Linked DNA regions of Mus musculus: all the other regions are linked to region 6. The links are chromatin contacts, called in public Hi-C, HiCAR-type, HiChIP or PLAC-seq and promoter capture Hi-C maps. All regions are on one chromosome and are shown on one strand. Each heading gives the region's core, a stretch centred on a gene start, on an enhancer-like site or on the middle of the called end of the contact. The rest is flanking DNA. Distances are from core to core; before and after follow the strand shown. Region 1 holds the start of Pfkl (phosphofructokinase, liver, B-type). Region 2 holds the start of Dapk3 (death-associated protein kinase 3). Region 3 holds the start of Hmg20b (high mobility group 20B). Region 4 holds the start of Rrp1 (ribosomal RNA processing 1 homolog (S. cerevisiae)). Region 5 holds the start of Fzr1 (fizzy and cell division cycle 20 related 1). Region 6 holds the start of Polrmt (polymerase (RNA) mitochondrial (DNA directed)). Region 7 holds the start of Pwp2 (PWP2 periodic tryptophan protein homolog (yeast)).

The links. A called contact is a pair of places that touch in the nucleus more often than the background predicts. HiCAR-type assays count read pairs that join an accessible place to other places. HiChIP or PLAC-seq counts read pairs in DNA pulled down with a chosen protein or histone mark. Capture Hi-C pulls out chosen DNA fragments and counts their contacts.
Region 1: a contact with region 6 is called in an H3K27ac HiChIP or PLAC-seq map of embryonic stem cells, with 5 read pairs. The contact joins the promoter of Pfkl here to the promoter of Polrmt in region 6. A contact is called at or near these places in 1 of 39 promoter capture datasets (liver) and 1 of 115 datasets of contacts at active chromatin or transcription factors (embryonic stem cells).
Region 2: a contact with region 6 is called in a Hi-C map of B cells, with 6 read pairs. The contact joins the promoter of Dapk3 here to the promoter of Polrmt in region 6. A contact is called at or near these places in 1 of 39 promoter capture datasets (embryonic stem cells), 1 of 484 Hi-C or Micro-C datasets (B cells) and 1 of 115 datasets of contacts at active chromatin or transcription factors (pancreatic cancer cells).
Region 3: a promoter capture Hi-C map of adipose tissue shows a contact between it and region 6, with 6 times the contacts expected there. The contact joins the promoter of Hmg20b here to the promoter of Polrmt in region 6. A contact is called at or near these places in 2 of 39 promoter capture datasets (liver and pre-B cells), 1 of 484 Hi-C or Micro-C datasets (B cells), 4 of 115 datasets of contacts at active chromatin or transcription factors (bone marrow-derived dendritic cells, embryonic stem cells, fetal liver and 1 more) and 2 of 9 other capture datasets (adipose tissue and liver).
Region 4: an H3K4me3 HiChIP or PLAC-seq map of stem cell-derived neural progenitor cells shows a contact between it and region 6, with 3 times the contacts expected there. The contact joins the promoter of Rrp1 here to the promoter of Polrmt in region 6. A contact is called at or near these places in 1 of 39 promoter capture datasets (hippocampal neurons) and 3 of 115 datasets of contacts at active chromatin or transcription factors (embryonic stem cells, large pre-B cells and stem cell-derived neural progenitor cells).
Region 5: a HiCAR-type map of astrocytes shows a contact between it and region 6, with 6 times the contacts expected there. The contact joins the promoter of Fzr1 here to the promoter of Polrmt in region 6. A contact is called at or near these places in 4 of 39 promoter capture datasets (hippocampal neurons, liver and pre-B cells), 2 of 115 datasets of contacts at active chromatin or transcription factors (astrocytes and embryonic stem cells) and 3 of 9 other capture datasets (liver, macrophages and pancreatic islet).
Region 7: a contact with region 6 is called in a Hi-C map of B cells, with 5 read pairs. The contact joins the promoter of Pwp2 here to the promoter of Polrmt in region 6. A contact is called at or near these places in 2 of 39 promoter capture datasets (hippocampal neurons and liver) and 1 of 484 Hi-C or Micro-C datasets (B cells).

What each region holds. Positions count from the first base shown.
Region 1 is chr10:78,008,138-78,011,074 of GRCm38.p6, forward strand. Pfkl (phosphofructokinase, liver, B-type) reads right to left here and starts at 1,670. Exons shown (of 22, transcript NM_008826.5): 1 at 1,462-1,670. The coding sequence starts at 1,546.
Region 2 is chr10:81,181,430-81,184,388 of GRCm38.p6, forward strand. It overlaps Dapk3 (death-associated protein kinase 3), which reads left to right and starts at 1,578. Exons shown (of 9, transcript NM_001190474.1): 1 at 1,578-1,667; 2 at 2,547-2,646. The coding sequence starts at 1,655. It overlaps Eef2 (eukaryotic translation elongation factor 2), which reads left to right. Exons shown (of 14, transcript NM_007907.2): 13 at 64-196; 14 at 460-1,080. The coding sequence ends at 653.
Region 3 is chr10:81,348,795-81,351,746 of GRCm38.p6, forward strand. It overlaps Hmg20b (high mobility group 20B), which reads right to left and starts at 1,633. Exons shown (of 9, transcript NM_010440.3): 1 at 1,340-1,633; 2 at 586-694; 3 at 92-295. The coding sequence starts at 1,377.
Region 4 is chr10:78,411,720-78,414,419 of GRCm38.p6, forward strand. Rrp1 (ribosomal RNA processing 1 homolog (S. cerevisiae)) reads right to left here and starts at 1,324. Exons shown (of 13, transcript NM_010925.2): 1 at 1,101-1,324. The coding sequence starts at 1,233.
Region 5 is chr10:81,376,765-81,379,632 of GRCm38.p6, forward strand. Fzr1 (fizzy and cell division cycle 20 related 1) reads right to left here and starts at 1,606. Exons shown (of 14, transcript NM_019757.1): 1 at 1,506-1,606.
Region 6 is chr10:79,745,068-79,747,858 of GRCm38.p6, forward strand. Polrmt (polymerase (RNA) mitochondrial (DNA directed)) reads right to left here and starts at 1,514. Exons shown (of 21, transcript NM_172551.3): 1 at 1,398-1,514; 2 at 607-705. The coding sequence starts at 1,485.
Region 7 is chr10:78,183,606-78,186,532 of GRCm38.p6, forward strand. Pwp2 (PWP2 periodic tryptophan protein homolog (yeast)) reads right to left here and starts at 1,544. Exons shown (of 21, transcript NM_029546.2): 1 at 1,466-1,544; 2 at 453-565. The coding sequence starts at 1,483. Trappc10 (trafficking protein particle complex 10) reads right to left here. Exons shown (of 23, transcript NM_001081055.2): 23 at 1,817-2,927.

The DNA of each region.
Region 1 (2,937 bases), core at 420-2,919, 1.7 Mb before region 6:
GTTTTGCCTACCCTCTCCTGACCAGGAAGGGCCTCCTGTCTCTGGTTCCTCCACCAGCCTCCAAAACAAATGTCTGTCACCCTGGTGGCCCTGGCCTGGCAGCTGCCTCTCACAGAAGGCAGCAGAAGTCCTCGCGCAGAGACCACTCAATATTACCATCCCTCAGACACTGGGGCCTCCCTTGCTCAGACAGGAGCCTGAGGTGGATAGCCTATCTATGCCTGCCAGAGGCAGGAGCCCTACAAATGGGACTCAGGACTCTGCTGGCCTCACTGAAATGCCTATCTAATGGGTGATGTGGGCCTAGTCAGGGCCTCTCTTGTGGTCCACTACCATGGGTGATTCTTCCACAGGTCCCCGGCCCAGTCTCAGTGACAGCACTGGGATGTACAAGCTGAAACAGCCCTGAAAAAGGGTATGCTGACTGCCAGCCTAGACCAGGCCCAGGGGACCCAACAGAGATTTGAGATTTCCAGCATTATGGGAGTCAGAGTGACATTTTTTCCTGCCTTCCTGGACTTGCAATCATGCTTGTAAGATGTATCTATCCTGTGTTGTTCCTACCGATCTCTTAGGTAAGGGCTGGGCAGTCAGGAACCCCGCTTAGGAGCATGTGTGTCTGTATTTCCTGAAATGTTTGGAAGGAAATGGCGAAGCTCAACTGCAGTGCTCAGGGAAGCCAAGCCCCTTGAAGCTCCACGTGTCTTCCTCAGCCCCCAACTGGGTAGTATTTCTTTTCAGCCGGACCCAACTAGAGCCACAGACTTCGCACATCAGCAGTCAGCCTGGAACCAGGCCACCAAGAGAGGGGCTGAGAAGAGGGCAGATCCTCCCAAGCCCAGACTTTTCCCTAGCCTTACCAGGCCGAGAAGAGGCTGTGCACCCTCAACTATTAGCCCTGTGGTGCTTGCCCTGTTACACCGGTAAAAAAATACCCCCGCTCCACGCCCTCTGTTCTCCACTTAAGTCTCCATCCAAGGGACAGGAAGCAGCCCAGGCAAAGGCGTGTGGGCAAGCCTGCCTCAGTCTCACCCCATCCCAGTACAGAGAAGGTAGGAATCACAGGCTGCACGGGGGAGGGTACAGGGTCCCTGATCCTTTCAAATTCCGGCCTGTGAAACTTGGCCGGCTGTGCTTCTCTTAGAGGTCCTGACACGTGTGGCCTAGAAAGGAATAGCCCGGTGCCCTAAGTCTGCGTGCTGCGCGGACACACCCCCAAACCGGGCGGACCTAGGCAGCGCGAGGGCGGGGCGTGCCAAGGCCCGTGGCCTGCAGCACGTACGCCAGCTACCCGGGGCGGAGCTTGGGGACAGGGACCTGAAGCCACGGTGCTCCACAGGAGATTGGCTGGCCAAGTACACCCCAGATCCCTAGGCGAGGGGCAGTGGACAAGCCCGAAGGGTTCCGAGGACAGGCAGAAACCCCAGATCCATCCCTAAACACGCCCCCGCGTCCCATCACCTTGCGCATCACCGCCGCTGGTCAGCACTCCAATGGCCTTGCCAGCCCCCGACATCCGCAGTTTCTCCAGGTCCACGGTAGCCATGGCGGCAGCGGAGACCAGGAGCCCAAGCTCCTCTCCCGCCGCTCTGCGTTCCGCGCCGCTGTCGCCTGTCCCCGCCCCGTGCGCCTGCCTGTGTACCCGGTTTGTCCCGCCCCGCCCCGGCTCCGCCCCCAGTATAACGTTTGACTGACAGGCTCGGGGACCTGGTCGCCCCTCTAGTGGCTGCTGGAGAAGGTAGCTGCGCTAAGAAAGGCGGAGCGCACGCCAGTCTACAAATGTCTGCGCAGCGGTTCCGGAACCCTGGTTCCCCAGGCCCGCCACCGAACTCCCCAGGTACCCAGCAGCTAGGATCAACGTCCTCACCAAATGAAGTTCACAACCTGAGCCTGACTGAAGTTTCTGGGCAAGTGGAGTTCATGCTACAGCAAGCTGATTTTACATCTGTCCAGGCGCTGTTAAAGGAAACCTGTAGCCAAGTCTCACGGGCATTTTAAATCCCACTTGGCCAGCATCCGGGGATGCAGGTGTGGCTTGGGTGAGAATTCCTAAGCCGCTCCTTGAGTTGATTTAGGCTTGCAACAGTCTCCTTCGAGCCGAAGTTAAAAAAAAAAAGGAAAAGGAAAAAAGCCAAACAAACAAAAAAAGGAGAAAGAAAGAAAGAAAGAAAGAAAGAAAGAAAGAAAGAAAGAAAGAAAGAAAGAAGGAAAGAGAGAGAGAAAGAAAGAAAGAAAGAAAGAAAGAGAGAAAGAAAAAGAGAAAGAAAGAAAGGGAGAAAGGGAGAAAGAGAGCAAAAGAAAACATAGGAAAGCTGCAGTTGTATCTGAGACGATAGCCACGATTCGTCCCATCGCGACTGCTGAATGTAGTTGGGGATTTGGAAAGAGAAACACTTAGCGTAGCATTTTTACTTCAGGGTGATTTGCTAAACCTGCCGCTTCTCTCAACTCTCACAGCTCCTGGTTCAGGCGAGTGGCCTTTGCCTGAGCACAAAGTGGGGAACCAGCCCCTCAGGATTGGTTAGAGGGATTCGAAGCTGGTGGAGCAATGGTCAGATCCAGGACTCTCAAGGAAAGCTACCCACAGTCCAGAGCGCTGGATCTGGGCTGCCATGGTAGGGCTGTCCTGCAGAGATGAGGGTACCCCATCTGACCCTGACAGTTTGTTGATTTTTGCCTGGTTTTGCTAAATTCTTTAAGAGCTATTTTTATTGTCTGGCAGTGGTGACACACGCTTTTAATCCCAGCATTCAGGAAGCAGAGACAGGCAGATCTTTGAAGGTCAGTTTGGTCGATAGAGCAAATTTCAGGACAGCCAAGGCTATACAAAGAAACCAAGAACAGGGATAAAAGGAATAAAGGAAAGAAGGAAGGGGCGGTCCGTTTAACTCAAATTCTAAGAACATAACAGGGCTTTTGTTGGTGGGGAGTGGGGAG
Region 2 (2,959 bases), core at 328-2,827, 1.4 Mb after region 6:
TGGTGTCTGTCTATCCTCCTGCCTCTGCCCACTGCTCACCATGTTCTCTCTTTTTCCTCGAAGTGTCCTGAGCAAGTGGTGGGTGGCATCTACGGTGTCCTGAACAGGAAGCGTGGCCATGTGTTTGAGGAGTCCCAGGTGGCTGGTACCCCCATGTTTGTGGTCAAGGCATACCTGCCTGTCAATGAGTCCTTTGGTGAGTGTCTGGTCCCTGGGGTTTGCAGATAACCTGCAAGGCCTGTGTAATATAGCTGCGGGGTGCAGAACAGAAGCAGATTTCTGTCATCACGGCCAGCTTGCTTAAGGGTGCCAGGAAAGACAGAGCTACAAACTACACAGAGAAACCAAAACAAAGGACCCAGGAATCCCTCCTGGGAGGGGTGGCAAGACAGCTAAGCATGTCCCCCCCCCACCCCACCCCCCCAGGGAAGTCACCTGAGTCTCCTGTCTTCTGTCTAGGCTTCACCGCTGATCTGCGATCCAACACCGGCGGCCAGGCCTTCCCCCAGTGCGTGTTTGACCACTGGCAGATCCTGCCTGGGGATCCTTTTGACAACAGCAGCCGCCCCAGCCAAGTGGTAGCTGAGACGCGCAAGCGCAAGGGCCTGAAAGAGGGCATCCCAGCGCTGGACAACTTCCTGGACAAACTGTAGGCAGCCTGATACTGCCACATGCTGCACAGTGCCCACCCATCAGAAGACACCTTGAGACTGTCCCACAGTGCTCCTCTAGAGGCTGCTGGGGCCACCCTGACATCACTCAGCACTCACTTGCTACCAATTCTATTTATTTCGGAATTACAAGATAGCGGGAATCTCTCTGCAGGCTGGACTGGCAGGCTGTGGGGTGGGCGGGACACGGCTCTTAACATTTTCAGAGGGAAACGCGCAGATGTCCAAAAGTCTAAATAAATGCATTCAGAGGTTTTTGGGGTCCATGGCCAAGTGGAGTTCCCCCAGAGGGGGAGGTGGGGTAAGTGCCTCCAGGAAGGCAGGCAGCCTGCCTTAGACTTGCAGCCCGGCTGTGGGAATGAATCATTGGAGTAATAAACTACAGTGGTTGATCCACATGTGCTCGCAACTCTGTTTTGTACAGCGCACGCTTTCCTGGTTTTCAGGGTATCTGGCTACCCTTAGGTGGCCTGCGGTGATTCACACATAACACACACACTGCACCCCGTGCGACAGAATGGGTTTTATTGTGAGTTCACAGTACTGCCTCAGTCCATTCCACAAACTTGAATCACTCCATAGACCTGCACATCAGGGGTTTGGTCTGCGCATACCCGGCTCCAGGTTATTGGCTTTCAGCCTCTCGCGTTAGCCAATCATCAGCCAGGAGCCCAATAATGATGTGCTCCACAAGGGCGGTGTCGAGCCTTCCTGTGAATCTGTCAGGCTGGCCAATGAGCACTGGACTCTCGCCTAGCCTTGGGTGATGACGTCACTAGTCAACGTCCGCTTCCGCTGAGAGGTCAGATGCTAACCAATGAGCGTGTGCATTCAATTTCCGGTTAAAGTCGTAGTCCAATGAGCGCTGGTTTTCGGGTTTTGCGGAGGTGTGCCCCTGCGCTGTCAGCGCATGCGTAGATGCCGTCTCAGGATTTGTACCGGAGGTTCTCGCGGGGGCCTCGCTGGCACCGGGCGGGGACTCGATGGCTGAGGACGGTACGAATGGGCCGGGTCCGGGACGTTGTGTTGGGACCCAAGGGACACGCGACGAGGGCGGGAGCGAGGGGAGGGAACCCGCGAGGGGCATGGCTTTCTCCAATCTCGAGGGGTGGACCTCTAGGAATAGCAACACTGCTGCGCATGTGTCAGGTTTCCGGCGACACCCCTGAGTTCCGGGGTGCTGGTGGGCATGATTGACAGGTGAGGAAGCTAGGTAGGAATTTCAAGAGCCGGACGCTATGGAAGTGTTTCGAGTAGAGAACCCCACGCTGACTTGGAACTCTGTTTAATCCTCCAGCCTCAGCCTCTTGAGTGCTAGGGTAAAGGGCACCTGACACTGTATTGTGTTTTATAGTTTTGTACATATATATATATATATATATATATATATATATATATATACTGCTTGAGAGATGTTGTTCCGCTTCTTTTAGTTATATCTATGCTTGTTTCTGAGAGGGGTGTCACAGTGCCCGCAGGTACCTGAGGTTCCTGAAGAGAGCGTTAGAGGTCATCAGGCCTGGGAGTTAGAGATACTAGTGAGCACTGGAAACTGAACTTGGAGACTGTGCAAGTACAGCACCCACTCTTACCGTCTCAGCCATCTCTCCAGTCACTTGAGCTGGTCTCATGGAACTCAGGCTGGCTTGTAACTCACCAAGTATTTGAGTATGCTCTTGAACTCGTAGCCGTGCAGCCCTCCGCTCCCCAGTGTGGGGTGTCAGGTTTGCTCTACCATGACCAAATTGTGGGTAGAGGCTGTAGATGACCAAAGAAAATCTGGGGCAGGGGCATTGTGTGTCACATATGCTGGGGAAGCCTCTTGGGAGAAGTCGGATCCGTGATAAACATTTCCTGTTTCCTCTGTCCCTCCAGCTCCTGTGTCCCCAGAATCCTTCAGAAGGCCAGCCGCCATGTCCACATTCAGGCAAGAGGATGTTGAGGACCATTATGAGATGGGAGAGGAGCTTGGCAGGTGAGTGGCGTGGGAGGTGGGTGCCCTTCCTCTCCTCAGTGTCTTGAAGCAGTGGCCACAGAGTTTTCTGGTGGTACCACGCCAGACTTCAGGTTCCCAGATGACAGGGAACCTGAGTTCCTTTTCTCTCGTGTCCTCTGTGGAGAGAGACACAGAGACCTGTAGCTGCTGCCCCTGAGCCGGGGACAGTGCCTCGGAGCATTGTCTGCTATGGGATTGTTCTCAGCTCGGTTTCTTCTTTTCCCCCATGAGACAGAGTCTTACTATGTACTCCTGGCTGGTCTGGAACTTGCTCATCACAGAGATCCTCCTG
Region 3 (2,952 bases), core at 383-2,882, 1.6 Mb after region 6:
TCTCCACCTTGTTCTTTGGGCCTGGGTCTCTCACCGATGGGGCTTGCCCAGGGATCCTCCTGTTTCTGCCACCCCTTTCTCTGGTCTCTACCTGCTTCTCTGCCGGCTGCAGCTTGCTCCACTCGGCGCCCAACATCTTCGTGATCTCCGGGAATGGAAGGTCCGGGTGGCGGGTGCGAATCTGTTCCCGCCTCTCATTCAGGAAGCGAACATAGCCAGTGACGGGGGCCTTGGGCCCATTTGGGAGAATCTTCTTTCTTTTTTTGCCTTTGGGCCAGCCTCGCTTCTTCACTGGCTGCAGGAGGAGGCTGTGTCCTTGGGAGGGGCTCTGGGAAGTGTGGGTGGGGGTCTGGGGCATATGGGCGGGGCCTAGTCTAGTGGTAGGTCGGCAGATCAAGGGTCAGAACTCTAGAGAACCTACGGGTCCTGCACCAAGACAGCCTCCTAGGGGTGGGGCTGAAGCCACTGACAGGCTAGGCTGGGGTGTGGCCTCTTGCTAGGCAGTGGGAGGATCTTATAGTCTGGATTTGTGAGGTATGTGTTGCTGAGCCAGCGGCCGGCCAGGCTTTTCAGATGGGGACTCACCTCCTCCTCCTGGGGCCCCTTCTCTCCAGCTCGGGAACCCTCGCTGCGCTCCTGCTTGACAGCCACTACAAAGGCCCCGTGCTGGCCCGGAGTCTTGCCTCCCGCAGGTCTTGGGGACAATGGAAACCAGCGTCATCCATCAGTGCCAAAATCATTCCCCCATACCTACCCATCCCCTTCTTGTCATTGGAGATCACAGAAGTATGTGGGAGCACGCATGAGCCTGGAAAAAGGGGGTGGGGACCCAGAGTTTGAGGATCCAAGGATCACAGTAGGCCACTGGCGGGGTGGGGACGGAGGACGAGGTGAGTTGGTCCTGGGGCCTGGGAGGAAGATGAGATAGTGAGGAAGGCCATAGGGTGTCTTGGCAGTTCTACAGGGAGTACAGAAATCCCCGAAGGGTGACAGGACATGGTCAGAAGTTCCTGTAGTGGGGATAAGGTAGGTAGGGTATAGGGACAGGACAGGATCAGGGGTTCCCAAAACAGAGGTACACAGAGGTACCTGAGGATGAGACAGGGTATGTCCAGAGATCCCAGCGTGGACATGGTGTGTTTAGGGGTACCCGAGGGTGGATATAGGGAATGTTTAAGAGTTCCCAAGGATGCAGGACAGGACATGTCCAGGAGTACCCGGGGTGGAGACAGGGCATGACCCCTGGTACTCGAGATGGACACAAGGCATTTCCAGGGGTACCCGACGATGGGGACAGGGCTTATCCAGGGTCGGGACAGGCTGGGGGAGGCGCACTCACGCGGTGGCTGCGCCTGGCTGCCGGGGACCGTGGGACATGGCCACTCCGGGCGGGATCTGGAACAGAAGCCGGCAAAGGTCAGGGGGTCCTGCCTGCCACCTCGATGGGAACCGCAGGGCGATCCCCGGGGGGCCCGGACCGGGGAGGCGGATCCCGGGGCGGGGAGGTCCTCGGGCAGGAGGCCCCGCGATCCTTTGTTGCGAGATCGAGTCCCGGAGGCCGCGCCCCGCAGCCCCCGCCCCGCGCAGGCCCGGACTTCCCGGCTCTTTTCACCTCTGAAAAAACTTTCCCGGGACCTGAGACGCGGCGACGGTCCAACCAAGCGCCCGCGCCCGCTCCGCCCTCATGCTAATGAACCCAAGGATAGCGCTCTAATTGGCTGAGGCCTCCATGAGAGGTGGGGTCATGCAGATTAGTCTCGGCGCGCCGGGCGGTGGTTGGCTGAAGATCTGCGGAGCCGCGTGGGAGGTGCGTCGGCAGGTTGCGGGCGGGTGCGTCAAGTTCGGCTGCGCTCCGGCGCGCTCGGGACCAATCGGAGGCGACTGGCGGCGTGCTGTGGGGCGGAGCTCCTTAAAGGGCCAGTAGTCCCCATTCTGACCGGTGAGCTAGGGTGTGGAGATGGGGACCGGGGATATTCGGCAGAAGAGGCGTTTTTAGTAGGCTTCTAAGGAAGGAGTTAGGTTCCAAAGAGGCACCCCCCGCCCCTGCAGTACGGCCAGGTGTAGTTTTTCTTACTACGTTGAAAAAAAATGGGTCTGGTGAGATTGCACAGCACTTGAAGGTGCTCGCCACCTAGTGGACGACTTGCATTCGGAACCCACAAAGTGGAATGTGAGAATGGTTTTCCAGCAAGTTGTCCTCTGAACTCCACTGTGTGCTGTGCCATGTGCATCACACACAGACCTAAATCAATAAATGAACGTATGCTTTATAAACGGAGGACTGGGGAAATGACCACCAGGCACTGATTTCCCTTCCCGTGGAACCTTGATTTTACTCTCTGACCAAGGGGTACATTGAACCATAGGAGGAGTAACAGGCTGGGAGGCTGACACCTAGATCTGAGATAGAAGCTGGGCTAAGAGCATTTTCATTAAAAAAAAAAAAAAATCATTTTGAAGGTCAGTGCGGACTGACTCAGCAAGCCAAGGGGTTTACAGAGAAACCCAACAACTTGAATTTGATCCGCATTATCCAAATGGAAGAGACAGCACCACACATCTAGGTTGCCAAATGTGATTTTACTCCAGTCTTCTGTAACATCCCACAGTAAAAGAGAAACTGAGAGTTGGTTCTATGGTTAGGAGTGCCTGTTTCTTTTGCAGAGAACCTGGGTTCGATCCCCAGCACCCATTTGTCTGCTAAAAAGTATCTGTAACTGTCCCAGGAGACCTCTTTTTACCCTTTTGAGCATTAGGCAAGCAAACAGGCTTACATGCAGGGAAAATGCTCATAAACGTGAAATAATAGGTGTCAGATCTTGTTACAGATGATTGTGAACCACCATGTGGTTGCTGGGATTTGAACTCCGGACCTTTGGAAGAGCAGTCAGGTGCTCTTACCTACTGAGCCATCTCACCAGCCCAAATAAATCTTTTTAAAAACAAATGATT
Region 4 (2,700 bases), core at 74-2,573, 1.3 Mb before region 6:
GTCTGAAAACAGCTACAGTGTACTTATTTATAATAATAAATAAATCTTTGGGCCAGACGGAACAGGGACTGAGCGAGCTGGGCTGACCTCAGTGAGTGGGGCCAACTGGAACGAGCAGAGGTCCTAAATTCAATTCCCAACAACCACATGAAGGCTCACAACCATCTGTACAGCTAGCTACAGTGTACTCATATACATTAAATAAATAAATAAACCTTAAAAAAATATGATTGGGCAGCCAGCCCCGCCCTCAAAACATTCTCCAACAGAACTGCCATAACGGTGCCTGGAGGAGCCCCTCCCCCCAACCCTCCAGTAACTCCATGCACCAGCAAGCAGGTATCAGTCCCATAGAGTTAAAGAAACCCAACACTTTCGGGACCGGGAGATGGCCCATTGTTAATGCAGTGATTAATTAAGCCAGTGTCAGACCAAGGAACTGTAGCTATACTATGACATTTCGGAGATTAAATGGTGAAAGTTATTCATTCCGGCTAGCAAAGGACATCACCACCATTTAGCGAGGCGCATCCCCCAAGTTGGGGTGCTCTGACTAGAGCGTGAAAAACTGCGCTGAGACACTTCCCAAAGCATACAGCCATGACCTCGGCCAAACCACCGCTCAGGGAATCTATAATTTGCATCCGCGGAGGGATATCCAAAAGCAAAGGACATCGCCACCATTTGGCGAAGCGCATTCCCCAAGCTGGGGTTCTCTGACTAGAGCGTGGAAAACTGCCTTGAGACACTTCCCAAAGCATACAGCCGTGACCTCGGCCAAACCACTGCTCAGGGAATCTATAATTTGCATCTGCGGAGGGATATCCAAGAGACGCGGAGGCTGCTGAAAGGGGTCGCTCACTGAGGACCAGAAGCACAGAAACCGCTCTGCAAAAGGACATCCTGGGAACGGGGTGTCGAGAACACACCTTTAAGAACACGGGACACCAGTAAAGGCCGGCGGAAGAGCACCAGCAAGCTACAGAAGGAAGAAAAGCGGGCAGACCGATCGGGTCAGCCTAAGCCAGTAGAACAGCAGACGAAGGCCGGATCCTGCGGGGCCCACGCAGCGGAGCTCGCCTGCCCTCCCGCCCGCGTACCTGTCGCCCGCTGCGACCTGGCCTCGATGTACTTCCGCAGCTTCCGCAACGCGCGGTCCCGCGTCACCTGTTCATTGCCCGCCAGGCGCTGCGCCAGCTGGATCTCCGGCGGGAGCGGCACTCCGGGAACCATGGTGAGGAGAACCCTGAGACCACGCACTCGACGCTTCCGCTGGGGCGCTCGAGTGACGACACGCGCTCGTCACCACTGAACGTCACACTGAGGCGACACAACCCAGCTAGACGTCAAACGTCCTGGACGATGCTGGCGTACGCTACCGCCTCTCAGTGGCCGAGAGGCGCAACTGCACCCTGCAGGGAGGAGGATGGTCTGGTGTAAGCCTAGGGCATCTCTGATTCTTGAAAAGGTTAAAGCATTGTCTTGGGTTCGCCCTCCTCTTTACTGCAGCAGGAGTGGCTGTATTACAAGAAGATCGTGATGTGGCCCAGCTTGTCCTCAACTGTAACACTTAGCAGGACTGCGTGGAGCTGCCCTTGGCTCAGCATCCTGAGCCATGTTGGGGTGTGGGGTGTGGGTGGGGGGAGGTTGGGTGTGTGCATGAACCCTGCAACGCCGAGAACTACGAGCTTTACCCGAAACACTTTACCTGATCCCTAACACCTTAGTCCTCAGGGAAATCCACCCCACCAAGCCTCTTGTAGAGCATCCACTTTCCTGGAAAGAGAAAAGCAAGAAGGCTGTCAGGATCCAGATTATGGGACAGGGTGCAGGTACCTATCATGAAGGTAGGCAGGCAAATACACTATAGAAAGCACAGTGAGTGTGCAAAACTTGAGTGTGCCCTGGTTCATGAAATGTGTGGTGACAATCGTTTGGGACACTATTGGGAAAATTTTTCCATATAGCCCAAGAGCTGAAATGTCAAATTAGAATACAAAACAATTACAGGTTTCATTGGTGTGCCCAAGACCACCAGAAGTCTGATGACTTGCTGGGGGAAATTTCCAAGACCAGTGGACGTTTGGACTTAGTGGTACCATAACATTGCCAGTTCGTTGCTACACCATAGGCCAGCTAAGCCCAGGATTAAAGTGTCAGGCAAGGAAGGTGGCTGTATTTGAAAAGCTAGATGCTGGAAAAAATGGGAGGGATGGTTGTTGAAAGTCTGACTGAAGAGGAATAAGCAACTGGGGTGGGAGAGGGCATGTCTAAGCACTATTACAGGAACATAGACAATTCTGTATTTTCTATAACATCAGAATTTACTGAATAACAAAAAATTTGATAGACTACATCAATGTTATGGCCACGCTTTTTAAAGTCAACCCAGTTTCTTTGACTTAGGCAAGCTATCTCTTGTTGCTGTTGTTTTATTTATATGAGTACGCAGTTACTGTCTTCGGACACACCAGAAGAGGGCATTAGATCCCATTACAGATGGTTGTGAGCCACTGTGTGGTTGCTGGGAATTGAACTCAGGACCTCTGAAAGACCAATCGGTGCTCTTAACCGCTGAGCCATCTCTCCAGCCCTAGGCAAGCTATCTTAAACTACTAATATTAATGGTCAGACTCTACTTACACATCACACAGTAAATATATCCACCTATACATATGTGTATATGCCAAGTCCTGCTAG
Region 5 (2,868 bases), core at 356-2,855, 1.6 Mb after region 6:
TAAGCATGTGCAAAGGCCTTAGGTTTCATGCCCAGAACCAGGAAATAAACCACACCAAGACTCCTCCAGTGCACACTTAGCTCCTGACCCTCTATCCGAAGGAAGCAAAGAGACCCTTGAACCACAAAACATGGGCTAAACTCCTCAAGTACCAAATCCACACTTGAGAACTCCATTAATCTTTACAACACATGCCATCCCAGCCCCATGAGAGCTAGAGCCACCAACTCCCTTTCTTTCTAAGCCCTGATCCCGAGAGCCAGAGGTGGTGTCTGTTCTGGGTGAATCTTCACTGGGGAATCACCCTCATTCAAACAGCAGGAAGGAGCTAGGACTGGGACTCAGCAGCCAGAGGAATGAGGTCATCTCTCAGACAGGACGGGTAGGGGGCGTGCTTCCCACCAGGTGTTCTCAACAAGGAGTGCATCCCACCAGGTGCTCTCAATTAGCAGAGAATTTAGGGGAGCGGGGTAGGAAGGTAATGCCTATACAGAGGTTGGTGTCAGGCTTACAGCTGGAGACAAGTGAAGTTGGTGGGGTGATTTAAGGGCTTTGTAGGGGACAATGGCTTTGGATCAGGGATAGAGGATGGAAGGACCTGGACTTGCATTTGAAGACACAGAGTGGAGGTTCAGATCTGAGAGGGTACGTGGTGGATTTGGGGACACAGAATGTCTGTGGTTTCTGGCCATGTCTCCCCTGAGATGAGACACCTGGTTGTTGGCTGAACCACTGGGTGTTTACGGCAAATTTAGTTCACAATCCTTCCCACCTGGGGAATGCCAGATTTGAGACTCCTGGACTCTGGAGGTTGACTCAGATCCCAGTTTGGATGTAGGGAGCATCTGAGGCAGGGGGATTTACATTTGGAAGTCAACAGGGTGCAGATGAATGGTTTGCAGTTGAGTCTTGAGTGATCAGCATGAGACAGAATGCTCTAAATTTAAGGGAACATAGCTCAAAAGAATACAGAGTGTTGGTGACAGGGCGAGGTCATTGGGGACAGACCGTCTGAGATCTGACTCAGGACCTCACCTGAATTGGGTGGTTTTGGTGGAAGTAGTAAAGGGTGACCTGAATTTGGGGGCGCAAGGAGCCTGACCTAGGGTTCTGAGCTGCAACATGTGGAATGCCTGGATTTGGACATTAGCCGTGCTCTGAACAAGGCTCTGGGCGATGATTGCTGTGATGGACAGAGCGAGGTCAAGGCGAGGTTGCCGGGTGAGGGGACTCAGGGTTGGGGTGACTCAGGGCCTCATCTGGGAAGCTGGTTTGCATTCTGGGGTTCGGGGGAACAAGACGGGTGGTGCCCTGGATTCGAGGGGAGCAACTATCAGAGCAGAGCTCTGGGGATGGAGGACTCTGACAGACTCAGAGAGCTGGCGGGGTCGGGGCCGGTACTGGAGGTCGCTGGGATGTGGGGTTCAGGATCAGGCCGCACTGGAGCCCCAGAGAAGGAAGGGGTCGGCTGGGGGGGCGGGTCCCCGAGTCACCCGTGTCCTCACCTGCCTCGCTCCGGTCGCCAGCCGGCACCCGCCGGTTCCCGCCGGTCCCAGGAACACGCCGCGCCTGTTCGAGGCCCCGCCGTTGCGACAGGCCCCGCCGCCGCTGCTCACGGGAATCCCCCGGCCTCCGCGGTAGCTAATATGGCGGAACTCAGTGGCAACCCGACTCCCTCCCCCAATCTGTCCCGCAGGCCGCGCGCGCGCCCGCGACCGGCCCCGCCGCCCAGCGCATCACCGCGCCTAGGCCACGCCCCCTAGGTCCTCCCCCCCAACGCCGCCAAGGTTTTCCGTGGGCAAGCCACGCCCTCAGCCACGCTCACGGCCCACACGCACGGATCTCTCCGCCAACCCCCTGTGGCCTGTGCTGAAGCCACGCCCCTCGAGTTACCAACGCCTCTCCTAGGCCACGCCCCCACACCGCCTCTTTCCCTGTCCCTTGCGGGCACGCCCCCTAGACACTCCCACTCTGTGCCGTGCTCGCGTCCACCCCAAACAGCTGCGCCTGCGCGCCCCAGCGCGGAGCAGCTCGGGAGTATGGGACGTCCTTCAGGATTTAAATCAATACAGGAAGCGAGACGGCACTTGTTGCCCGGGGCAACCGTGTTGGGATGAGCAGTCGGGGAAGACCACGGCTGAATGGGGGGGGGGGACGACTAGAACAGGAGTAACTAGGCGCGGAGGAAGGCGTGGCTCCTGTTTGTGGAAGAAGTGGGGCGCTTCCCCCTGAAGCTATGATTCACTCAACAGTTAAGTGACTACCCCACGGATGGCGCTCGGCGCGCGGACGCTGCTGGTTACTCACTGTGCGTTTATTGTTTTCAATTTTCGAGCTACCTTTTTCTCTCTAGCCAGGCTAGCCTCGAGCTGGAAGCAATTCTCCAGCCTCAACTTCTGCATTGTTAGAACGACTGTTAGACACCTGCCCCCCCAAAATATTTATCGTGTCCCTGAGTACTCACTCCCAGAAGCCCCAAGTGATGACAGCTGGAAATAAACCTCAAGAGGGTCCAGGTTCAAAACCATACATGTTGGGCCCATCACAATGGCTCAAAAGGTAGGGTGATTGCAGCTAAGCCAGCTGGAGCCCACCTTATACCCAGGATCACTTGGTAGAGGGCGAGAACCAACTCCTGCAAGGTGTAACTCTGACCATCCCATGGGCACACCTGTGCCAGCCCCTGGGTAAATGACACTAAACAAATTAAGAACACAGACTGTTCTTCCAAGAGGTCCTGAGTTCAATTCCCACATGGTGGCTCACAACCATCTGTAATGGGATCCGATGTCCTCTTCTGGTGTGTCTGAAGATAGCGACAGTGTACTTACATAAAACACGTAAATAAATCTTAAAAAACAAAACAAA
Region 6 (2,791 bases), core at 264-2,763:
CCAGAGTGCTGGGATCAAAGGCGTGCGCCACCATACCCGGCTCATGCACACCTTTAATCCCAGCACTCCAGGGGCAGAGGCAGGCAGACCTGAGTTCAAGGCCAGCCTGGTCTACAAAGCAGCCAGGACTTCCTACACAGAGAAACCCTGTCTCGAAAAACCAAGAAAGAAAAAAGAGAGAAAGAGAGAAGGGAGGAATGAGGAGAGAAAGAAAGAAAGAGGAAGGAAGGAAGGAAGACAGACAGGCAGGCCTGGCAGACAGGCTGGATTCCAGCTGCACCTCGACTCTGCAGGACTAAAACTGGAGACTTCTATGTCAGCATTCCAACAATGCAAATCCGGTATTGTTCAGGTGTATTTGGGGCCTCCACTGTCTTCCTAGAAGTGAGAGCCCCAGGTGGGAATCTGGAACTCAGGGAATGGAATTACAGCAGCTCCCAGAACCAGCACAAGAGGACCCACAGGACCACAGACAGGCCAGCCAGACAACACTGCTCAGTGGACTCTGGACCCCATTTTACATACTCCCTTGGAGTGGTCAGGTACAACGCAGAGCACACTCCCTCAAGGCTTCACTGTGGAGAAGGACTTAGGACACCAACTTACCTTCCAGCAGTTCAGCATGGCCCCACTCCCTCAGGACATGTTGCTCACGGGGACTGGCAGCGGAGCTCCTTCTTGAGCTGCAGAAGCCACCAAAAGTCCCTAGAAAGAGACATGAAGAATAAGAACACAGAAACCATCCTATCAAGTGGACACCGTGGCATGCACACTTATTACCCCAGGTCTCTGGAGGCTGAGGTGGGAGGGTCTCCAATTGGATTCCAGCCTGGGCTACAAAGGAAGTTCTAGGTTAAGCTAGTGTGAGTTCCTGCCTCAAACTTACGTCATGCCCAGAAAGAAATGGATCAAAAGACAAGGACTGCCAGGCATGGGATCTCAGAACTCAGGAGGTTGAAGCAGTAGGACCTGAGTTCAAATAAAGCATCCAGCATGAACCACATGGAAACACCATGGCTCAAAAAAAAAAAAAAAAAAAAAAAAAAAACACGCCCCGCCCACAAATAAATCCAGACCCAGAAAAAGACCAACTTCAAGGGCAGAACAGGCCAAAGCTATAAGGATCGGGGTGCAGGATCCAGCAAGAAGTACTCCTAACTAAAAGTAGCCAAAGGTCAATGCCAATATCCGTAAGTCCCCAACAGTGGGTCAGAGACATGGAAAAGCGAGCAACAATCAAAAGTCAAAGTGCCCTGCGGACCTAGAGAGACGTTGCCAACTAGTGCCCAGCTAAATGGGTCCCCAGAAACTCCTCCATAGGTCAAAGAACAAAGGTTGAAGGTGACCGGGATCCTAAGGAAGGGAAGATTATAGTCCTGGATCCGACACTCCTTTACCTTCCTCCGAAGGCGGGCGGTGGGGCCCAGGGGAGCGCAGAACCCGGCCAAGCCCGGCTGCGCTTCGGGTCCACCGGAGCGCCGACATGCCGCCTGCTGCCCGCAGTGCGCACGCGCACGCGCCGCCTGCAGGGAGCTGTAGTTCTGCGACTGCCGGAAGCGCTCTTAGGGTCTGTCCTGTGAGAGGAGTCGAAGGAGAACTACAACTCCCAAGAGGCAGCGGGCAGCGTGGCGGCAAGAGAGCATGCGCAGAAATACTCTTCTGATTCGTTCTTTTCATATCCAAGTTCCCTCTTTAGTTTTTATATTTTTTTGTTCTTTGATTGACTGGTTTCTGCTTTATTTTATTTGTTCATATATATGTGCGTAACATTTACATATGTGTATATATTATGTACTATATGCACATTTTTGGCACAAAGTCTCACTATTTAACCATGAATGTCCTGGAATTTAACAGGATTCCCTTGAACTCAACAGATATCCTCCTTATACTCCTGCTCTGCCACCCAGTACTGGGACTATAGTCGTGCGCCACCACGCCCAGTCCCTACCCTATTTGTTTCTCCTCCTCTTCCTCCTCCTCCTCTCTGCCTCTCTCTGTCTCTGTCTCTCTGTATGTATATGTGTTTGTGCAAATGGAATCAGGGCCGTAGAAAGATGGAAAAGACGTGTAAATAGTACCACATCGCGATTTCATTCATCCATCCATCCATTCATTCATTCACATTCACAGAGTCCCATGTAGCTCATGTTAGCTTCCAATTTACATGTATGAGAACTAATCTGGAAAGCCTGACCTTGCTGTCTTCTCCTTCCCAGTGTTGGACTAAGGGATCTATCTACACGTAGCCCAGGTTGGTTTCAAACTTCTAATGTGGCCAAAGATGACAGTGAATTCCTGATCCTCCTGCCTCCTAGCTCAGGAAGTGCCGGATGACAGATATGTGCTATCACGCACCAGCATTTTATATTTGAGACAGAATCTCACTAAATTTTCCAGGCTAATTCTGTAGCTCAGACAGTACCCTCCTGAGAAGACAGGACCTGGGCTCATTTTCTCAGTACTAGGGCTTCTACTGTCTGGAGCGCATCAGTGAGAGCTTTGGGTTTATAATCCCAGCCCTCTGGAGGTAAAGGCAGGCGGATTCAAATTTAAGCACATAAAATGCACATAAAACCTTGTCTCAATCAGGCAGTCGGGCAAGCAAACGGACAGATAAACAGACACACACACAAACTCAGAGCTGGGTGTGGTGGCACACACCGTTTTTGCTTTTGTTTTTGTTTTTTTAAAGATTTATTTATTTTATGTATCTGAGTACACTATCTCTGTCTACCAGAAGAGGGCATTGAATTCCATTACAGATGGTTGTGAGCCACCATGTGGTTGC
Region 7 (2,927 bases), core at 294-2,793, 1.6 Mb before region 6:
GACAGTCAAGTGCTGAGTCATTCCTAGTCAGAAAAGGAGCCACAGCACATTTGTTGGGACAAGCAAAGCTAAGCCTAATCTCAGCAGGGAAGGTGGGAACCATCAGGGCTGTTGAGCAAGGACCCAAGACAGCCTGAACTCTCCAAACCACCTGTCCTGGGGCCCTTAGAGCCGCCCCTCCCCCCACAGTAAGTGCTCACCTTTTGAGATAACCTTCCTATCTGCCACCACCCCTACTTGCTAGCCAACAGCCAAAAGGCACATGACTTTTCCTTTCCCTTTAAGAGTAATGCTGGTGTTCTAGATACTAGAATGAAAAACGAGGACCTCAGCAGGCAACTCTACCATGACCTGTGTCCTCCTAAATCCAGTAGTCCTGCAAGCCACAAAGAGGATGGCTAGCCTTCACACGGAGGATAACGTCCCTGCTAACATTGTCTCCCCATACTTACTTCTTAAGGTCAAACACAGTGACTCTATTTCCCACGGGGCTGATAACAGAATTTCCATCATGTGTGAAATTTAAGTTTCCACACCGATAAACCGTACCCAACAAATTCGAGAACTGCAAAGGAAATGAATCAGTTTTAACACAGAGAACACAGCGTCAGCTCTCTGAAATGGTGATGAGAGGCATCTGGGCATAGGTAGTAAAGTACCTGACCATAGGTGTGTCCTGCCCCTGGGCAGAGGAGGAACCCAACTTAATTCTCAGGAGCCCAGGGTTCCCTTGAATGGTACTATACTCCCAAGACAGGAAGCATTTGCCAGGCACAGAAGGGCACAGGATCTCCATTCTAAGAGAAGCTGCTTCAGTGAACAGGGCTGCAGGAGATGCTCACCACGCCCACCGTGCTAAGTATCAGTGCCCCGGTGTATCCATTCAGTTATCAAAGGCAAGCATCTCCATCCAGCAGACACAGCTGGGTGTAGAGACCCGAGCCTTGTGTTCTATGTCCACATAGAAACGGCACATAGGCAATTGGACAGATGTCCAAACACTGCAAAGCCCAGCAGAGCAGTAGGGTAGTTGCTTACTGGGATTGCCTGGGCTAACTAAGGCAGGAGTCGATCTGGGGTGTAGGTGGGCAGCTATGCAACGAGATAACACCAGGCAGAGCTAGGCTCCTAAGAGGTATGATCAGCAGAGGAGCGCTGTCGAGACTGCTCCAAGAACTGGCGGCCCTGTAGAGAGCTGGGTGTTGCTTGAAGTTTGTTGTTAAGAGCCTTTCAGCAGCTATTGCTGTGTTGTCTGGCAAGAGGAGTTTGGACAGGGCTGGGTACAGCCCGAGACCTGTTGGGTAGGAGCCCGGAGCTCCTGGTATAAACCAGGAGCAATAGATTGCGATGGGTCGACCCACTAGTGCTTCCCACAGGCAGCCGAGATGACAACGACCTCGGTCTCTCCCGCGTCCTCGGAACCTTCCATCGCCCTCCCGTTGCCCCTGCCCGGCCCGCCGCTCACCCGGTAAGCGAATTTCATCCTGGAACCACACGTGGGGTACCGTACTGCAACCACTTCCGGAATACAAACAATCTCCGGCGCTTAAAACGCGCACTTCCGGGGCGGAGCCGCAACCCTAGTGTCCTGGGAAGCCCCGCCCGTCCCTCCCTCACCCCCACTCCCGCCACCACCCTGCCTCTACGCAGGCGCTGCGTAGCGGTGAACTAGCTGAGACCGCTAGGACGGTGGAGAATGGAGCTAAGTTCTAGGTCTCCATGCAGAGCCCAGTCCGGAGCTGAGAAAGCGAGCAAATCGTCACACACTCGCCTGTAACCGTGCAAAACAAAAACAAAAACCCAAGTTCAAACGGAGTTTCTTCTTAAAACGTGTATTTTTAGAATTTTAATGCTTACACTTTAAACGATCTTAGTACAGCGGCCTTACTCTGACATTATGTTACAGAACACTGTGAAAATGGAACCAACGCCTGCAGTGTCAAGGTGCGGCCGTCACCTTTCCTAGACCCCATCCCAGAGAACAAGAGCTGCCAACTCTCTTACAGAGAAAGGTGTCTTCATGAGAAATAACAGAACTACCAACATTTTAGATCTCCCCTTTGTTTTATTCTTAATATATATAATTAGAAAACCGTAGAGAACTCAGAAATATGAAACTCAGGGGGTGGGCGGTGAACTCAAGAGCCAGACTCCACTCTAAAGGACTACACACGGATGCGGGAGGCTAGCAGTGCCGGGTGGAAGCTTTTCTGCCAGGATCAAGTCTCAAAGACCTCCCCACACATGGACTTGACATCTGCAGGCCAACTGTCAAAGGTTTACCGAAAACAGAGTTCAGAGGGCTGTAGACATTCAGTAAGTACCAAGTTCTAATTTGCATACCCAGCTCCCCAAGTTTATTAGTTTTAAACTGCACATAAAATAGGTTTTCAGAGGGTTTTAAATAAATGTTTGTTTTTTTTTTGTTTTTTTTTTTTTTAAGGTTTATGTGAGTACACTGCCACTGTCTTCAGACACACTAGAAGAGGGCATCAGATCCCATTACATATGGTTATGAGCCACCATGTGGTTGCTGGGATTTGAACTCAGGACCTCTGGTAGAGCAGCCAATGCTCTTAACCACTGAGCCATCTCTCCAGCCCCAGTGTTTATTTTCTTTAAGCATTCCTCCAATTCCTGCAAATGAAAACCACTTGGTGGTGGTGTGTTGTGGGCGTCGTACTATCCTTTATTTACTGGCTGAGTTAAAAGCAAATACCCTGGGGCTGGAGAGATGGCTTAGCAGTTAAGAGCACTGAGTACTCTTCTGAAGGTCCTGAGTTCAAATCCCAGCAACCACATGGTGGCTCACAACCATCCGTAATGGGATCTGATGCCCTCTTCTGGAGTGTCTGAAGACAGCGACAGTGTACTTACATATAATAAATAAACAAATCTTAAAAAAAAAAAAAAGCAAATACACTGAA